Linked DNA regions of Pan troglodytes: region 2 is linked to region 1. A link is a contact called in public Hi-C data. All regions are on one chromosome and are shown on one strand. The core of a region is the stretch at or near the end of the contact, and the rest is flanking DNA. Distances in the headings are between cores, read along the strand shown.

Region 1 (2,981 bases), core at 92-2,591:
CTTAAGAATCAATCTGAGAAGACCAGAAACACAATTTATTTTAATGAAAATAAAAATAAATATCAAGGCCAGGTGCAGTGGCTTATCCTGTAATCCCAGCACTTTGGGAGGCTGAGGCAAGAGGATCGCTTGAGGCCAGGAGTTCAAGACCAGCCTGGGCAACAAAGTGACATCCCATCTCTACAAAAATAAAAAAATTTTAAAAATCAGCAAGGTATGGTGGTGCACACCTATAGTCCCAGCTACTTAGGAGGCTGGGGAGAGAGTTTCCCTTGAGCCCAGGAGGTTGAGGTTACAGTGAACTGTGATCACACCACTGCACTCCAACCCGGCCAACAGTGATAAATAGGAAGATAGGAATATAGATAGATGGAAAGATAGCTCAAACACACCAGGACGAGTTTCTAGAGCCTGGAAGTTAATCTAAAACACATGACCACAGACTAAAGCAGGGAGGCTCCAGGCCATGGGAGTAGTGCAGGGCCACCATGGGGTTAAGTAGAGAGCGCCTAGCTCAAGAGCATAGACATCCTTTTCTCTATATTGTATTTGTCTATCTATTTCTTCTCTGGAATGTACTTTGTAACTTGTAGGATTCAAGGGCAAATGCTAGGTTCTCTTTGGAAGCTCATTGACGAAGATATACAGTATAAATTTTAGACATTCCTTTCCATCTTTACTTCACCAAATTACTTACAGAAATTATTTGATGCTGAAAGTGACTTCCAAGCATTTTTCAAGTGGCGTTGCTGCATAATACTTACACCACATAGGGTAGGCAGTCAGTTAACAGTTTCTCACTTCACTCACAGGAGACAGATGGTCAGTTGACACCTTTCTACGAATGTGTGCCCCATTTTGTTGTTTAATGAGGCTGTCCATTTTGTCTTAGGCTTGCGGGCGACGTCTGATACTTTTTATCTTAACTCAAATAGTAGCTTATTTCACATTTAAACCATGGCTTCCCTTGTGCAGAATTTAATAGATGTTTTATTTCATGTGCTTTGACTGCAAAGTCCAGGCAAAAAATAATAATAACAACTTTCATCAAATTTGTTTATCTATGTTTCTAATATTTTTGTGGGAGCGGCACACAGTCTGATTGGAGGTTGTCAGAGAAACAAAGATGGTAAAACTGAGTCTTAAATGAAGAGTAGGAATTTGACATGCCAATAAGGAGAGGAAAGGTATTCAAGGATGAGGGCATAGCATGAGTAAAGGCACAGAGGCTGAGAGGGCTTGCCAAGTTTGGGGAACTCCAGCAGCAGCCTGGGGGAGATGACCCTTGCAGGCCATGCTCAAAGAGTGTGGACTCCACCCTGTCCACCAGAGGGAGTCTGTGAAGGAGTTTAGTCAGGGAAGTGGCTTGGTCTGAAGAGTTCTAGGAAGATCACTCTAGCTGGATCTGATGCACTTAAGGGCTGCAAGCCAGGACACCAGTAAGGGGCCATTGAGATAGTCCAGGCAAGGCCCAAGAGGGTGCCGCTGAGCCAGTGCCAGCAGGAATGCCGTGGAGGGAACAGATTACCAGGAGGGAGGGAAAGAAAGGGTTAAGAAGGGCTTCCAGATTCCTGAGTTAAGTAATGAGGAAGACAAGAAGTGAGAAGAAAAGAGGGCTGAAGACAGAGATCAAGGTACCCAGGAAGCAAATGGAGCAGGAGGAGCCAGAGAACTAGAAGGAGGACCAAGAAGACTGGAAACCGGAGGTGGGGAGAACTTTAAGAAAGAGTGAATTGAACAGTCAGTGTCATAAAATGCATTGGGAGCTTTTTTTTTCCCTCAAATTAAGGAGGTGCCTCATTACCATAATGGTACCTCATTAATAAGAATTTAATTTAGCTGAAATGGACAAAATTGGTCTTTTTTTATTTGTTTGTCTCCTAAACATAGCTCCTTTTATATATACATTGTCTTTTTATGTCATTTGCCTTTTACTTCTCATGGAACCTCCTGCACTGTTTTAAGTCAGTGAATTCTGACTGGTCACTAGCTTCTCACTGGTCATTCTGACATACATTAGCTTTAAAAAAATTAAATTATTTTTAACCCTTGAATGTTTTATTTCCTGCAGAGTGTTCACTGGAGAGAAGCTCTGAATATCTTGAAGCTGGTAGTTTCTCGGTCAGCTAGCCTTGTTTTACCTTCATACCAGCACAGTGACCTCTCAAAAATAGAAATACATCGAGTGTGGACTAGTGCTTCCAAGGAATTACCTGGGAAAACCCTGGACTTCCACTTCGATATTTCGGAGGTACTTAGCTATGTTAACTATTTCTGTGAACTTTAGCATGAATTTGTAGTAGCAAAGGTCAAAAGTAGTTGCCTGGAAAAAAGAAGACTTATTTGACAGTTATTTCAAATGAAGATTTCTAAGGGCTAAATTAGGTTTTGCTTTTTAAAGAACCCATTGAGTGTCATATTCACTGGGACTCTCAGTTGGCAGCTTTTAAAAATAGAAACTAGCCTCAGTTATGTAAAAAATGATTTTAAAAAGAGGTATTTAAAAATGGAACAATCATAAGCATTTTAAACCATGACCTTCACTCGTTCTTTATCTGACAATGGTCATGTCTTTATATCCACAATGTTTCTCCCTGAATGACAGCCAGTTCAGCAGATGACCGAAATTTACAGGAATATAGACTCCACTTTTATAGTTGCTTCCCCAGTCCACACTATTTTTTAAACAAGTAAAACTAAATTCTTGCCTTGAAGGGGGGAGGGTAGAGAGAGGGAGGAGCAAGAGACTAGGGACCCAAGCTAAGGAGTCAGGAAGAAAAGAAAGGACAGGAAGTAGTCATGTTTACCTGGTAGTCCATTAACAAATATATGGGAGGCTTATATTGAAGGCTAAGGTATAAAATAACTTTGCTTTCACATCTCTTACCTCATGACTCATGAACCCCCAAAGCAGAAACTGTACTCTGTTCCTGTTTATAACCAGGGCCCAGTACAACATCTGGTGCATAGTAGATCACTAG
Region 2 (2,831 bases), core at 107-2,606, 70 kb after region 1:
GTTTCAAAGAGAAATTTCAGGTGCTCTCACCGCACACAAAAGAAAGGTAATTATGTGAACAGATGGATATGTTAATTGCTTGACTATAGTAATCATCTCACTGTGTACATATACATGTTGTGCACATTAAATATATACAACTTTTAGGAAATAATGGTTTTTTGGGTTTTTGTTTGTTTGCTTGTTTGAAATGGAGTTTCCTTGCTCTGTCTCCCAGGCAGGAGTGCAGTGGCATGATTTTGGCTCACTGCAACTTCCACCTCTGGGGTTCAAGTGATTCCCCCACCTCAGCCTCCCAAGTAGCTGGGATTACAGGCACATGCCACCACACCCAGTTAATTTTTGTATTTTTAGTAGAGACAGGGTTTTGCCATGTTGGCCAGGCTGGTCTCGAACTCCTGACCTCAGGTGATCTGCCCACCTTGGCCTCCCAAAGTGCTGTGATTACAGGCGTGAGCCACCATGCCCAGCTGGAAATAATGTTTTTAAGAAAAATTAAAGCATATTGTAAATTGAATACAAATAGTAAATTGAGTAGCTGCGCTAGAAGAGAATAGGTGAGAAAGTCTATTATGGTGGAGCTAATAAGTGGCAAGTCCCTGGTACAAAGAGAACAAGAAACATAAAGGTATGGGGGGCTGTATAAAATGACAGAAAATGTTATTTCTGAGACTTGTGTGACATGCCACAGGTTCTCATTAGTCCACTCCTAGTGAGACACCCCTCCCCCCAAAAAAAGGGGACAAAGCATATTGTTCTGATTTACAGGGTAAATAAATCACAGGTTAGTTAAGTGTGTGAAGTCAAATGGACTAGAATTCAAACCTGGGCCTTACTACCAGGCACATTACTTAACTACTTGATTCAGTATCCTCATCTGACAATACTGACCAATTTACAGGATTACTGTAAGATTAAACATGGTATTGCTTGAAAACCCAAAGCAGAATGCCTAACTCATAAAATGTTTGGTAAGTGGCAGCTGTTATTAGTAAGGATCACAGACGTATTTCTTTGCGAATTAGACTTAGAGCAAAAGCTTTAGAATCTATCTGCATTAGTAAGGCCTCCTTCTACAACTAAGGATTACTGATTATCAAACTAAAATGGTCCCTAAGGAACCAAGCGGAGCCCACCCTTTTTCTAATCCAAGGTTGCTTCTGTTTACTGCTCCAGCACCTTCTGGAAGCAGCAAGGCCCCCACGGGAGCAACTCTCACTGAATCCATTTGAAGGTTTTGTAGGTCTTACAACAAACCCTATTCAGCCTTGCATTAGGCATGTTACAGAACCAACGAATTCGGAGATGAAGTCAGGTCTTCCAGTTCAGCCTGCGAGGAAGACAGGTGATCCGAATCCTAAGAATGCAAAAGATGGGCCGGGTGTGGTGGCTCATGCCTGTAATCCCAGCGCTTTGGAAGGCCGAGGCAGGCAGATCACCTGAGGTCGGGAGGTTGAGACCAGACTGACCAACAACGGAGAAACCTCGTCTCTACTTAAAAATACAAAGTTAGCCGTGCGTGGTGGCGCATGCCTGTATTCCCAGCTACTCGGGAGGCTGAGGCAGGAGAACCACTTGATCCCTGGAGGCGGAAGTTGCGGTGAGCGGAGATTGCGCCATTGCACACCAGCCCGGGCCACAAGAGCGAAACTCCGTCTCAAAAAAAAAAAAGCAAAAGATACTACCAAGGCCTGCGGAGCAAGGTACCTCACACTTCATGAGCGAGTTAAGATGGGTTTCACAATTTTTCAAGCAAGGAAACGGGCTCGGAGGTCTTGAACACCTGCTACCCATTAGCAGAACAGCTACTGGAACTAAAATCCTCTGATTTCAAATAACAGCCCCACCCACTACCACTAAGTGAAGTCATCCACAACAACACACCGACCACTCTAAGCTTTTGTAAGATCGGCTCGCTTTGGGGAACAGGTCTTGAGAGAACATCCCTTTTAAGGTCAGAACAAAGGTATTTCATAGGTCCCAGGTCGTGTCCCGAGGGCGCCCACCCAAACATGAGCTGGAGCAAAAAGAAAGGGATGGGGGACTTGGAGTAGGCATAGGGGCGGCCCCTCCAAGCAGGGTGGCCTGGGACTCTTAAGGGTCAGCGAGAAGAGAACACACACTCCAGCTCCCGCTTTATTCGGTCAGATACTGACGGTTGGGATGCCTGACAAGGAATTTCCTTTCGCCACACTGAGAAATACCCGCAGCGGCCCACCCAGGCCTGACTTCCGGGTGGTGCGTGTGCTGCGTGTCGCGTCACGGCGTCACGTGGCCAGCGCGGGCTTGTGGCGCGAGCTTCTGAAACTAGGCGGCAGAAGCGGAGCCGCTGTGGCTCTGCTGCGCCACTGCTGCGCCTCGGGTGTCTTTTGCGGCGGTGGGTCGCCGCCGGAAGAAGCCTGAGGGGACAGATTTGTGACCGGCGCGGTTTTTGTCAGCTTACTCCGGCCAAAAAAGAACTGCACCTCTGGAGCGGGTTAGTGGTGGTGGTAGTGGGTGGGGACGAGCGCGTCTTCCGCAGTCCCAGTCCAGCGTGGCGGGGGAGCGCCTCACGCCCCGGGTCGCTGCCGCGGCTTCTTGCCCTTTTGTCTCTGCCAACCCCCACCCATGCCTGAGAGAAAGGTCCTTGCCCGAAGGCAAATTTTCGCCAAGCAAATTTGAGCCCCGCCCCTTCCCTGGGTCTCCATTTCCCGCCTCCGGCCCGGCCTTTGGGCTCCGCCTTCAGCTCAAGACTTAACCTCCCTCCCAGCTGTCCCAGATGACGCCATCTGAAATTTCTTGGAAACACGATCACTTTAACGGAATATTGCTGTTTTGGGGAAGTGTTTTAC

Evidence for each region. Hi-C and Micro-C count contacts between places; a contact is called where the count stands out from the background.
Region 2: a contact with region 1 is called in a Hi-C map of induced pluripotent stem cells, with 1.9 times the contacts expected there. The contact joins the promoter of ZAR1L here to the enhancer-like site in region 1. A contact is called at or near these places in 2 of 7 Hi-C or Micro-C datasets (induced pluripotent stem cells and stem cell-derived neural progenitor cells) and 1 of 1 other capture datasets (stem cell-derived neural stem cells).

Annotation. Positions count from the first base shown.
Region 1 is chr14:31,398,275-31,401,255 of NHGRI_mPanTro3-v2.0_pri, forward strand. FRY (FRY microtubule binding protein) reads left to right here. Exons shown (of 62, transcript XM_054664864.2): 48 at 2,072-2,251. Among named protein-coding and RNA genes, the nearest start is that of ZAR1L, 70 kb to the right of the region's middle. Within about 2 kb of position 1,342, at least 2 of the 24 cell types and tissues checked have an H3K27ac peak or open chromatin away from gene starts, as enhancers often do. A contact at or near this core is called in induced pluripotent stem cells, where this site is marked.
Region 2 is chr14:31,468,193-31,471,023 of NHGRI_mPanTro3-v2.0_pri, forward strand. ZAR1L (zygote arrest 1 like) reads right to left here and starts at 1,357. Exons shown (of 5, transcript XM_054664880.2): 1 at 1,137-1,357. BRCA2 (BRCA2 DNA repair associated) reads left to right here and starts at 2,241. Exons shown (of 28, transcript XR_010150631.1): 1 at 2,241-2,476.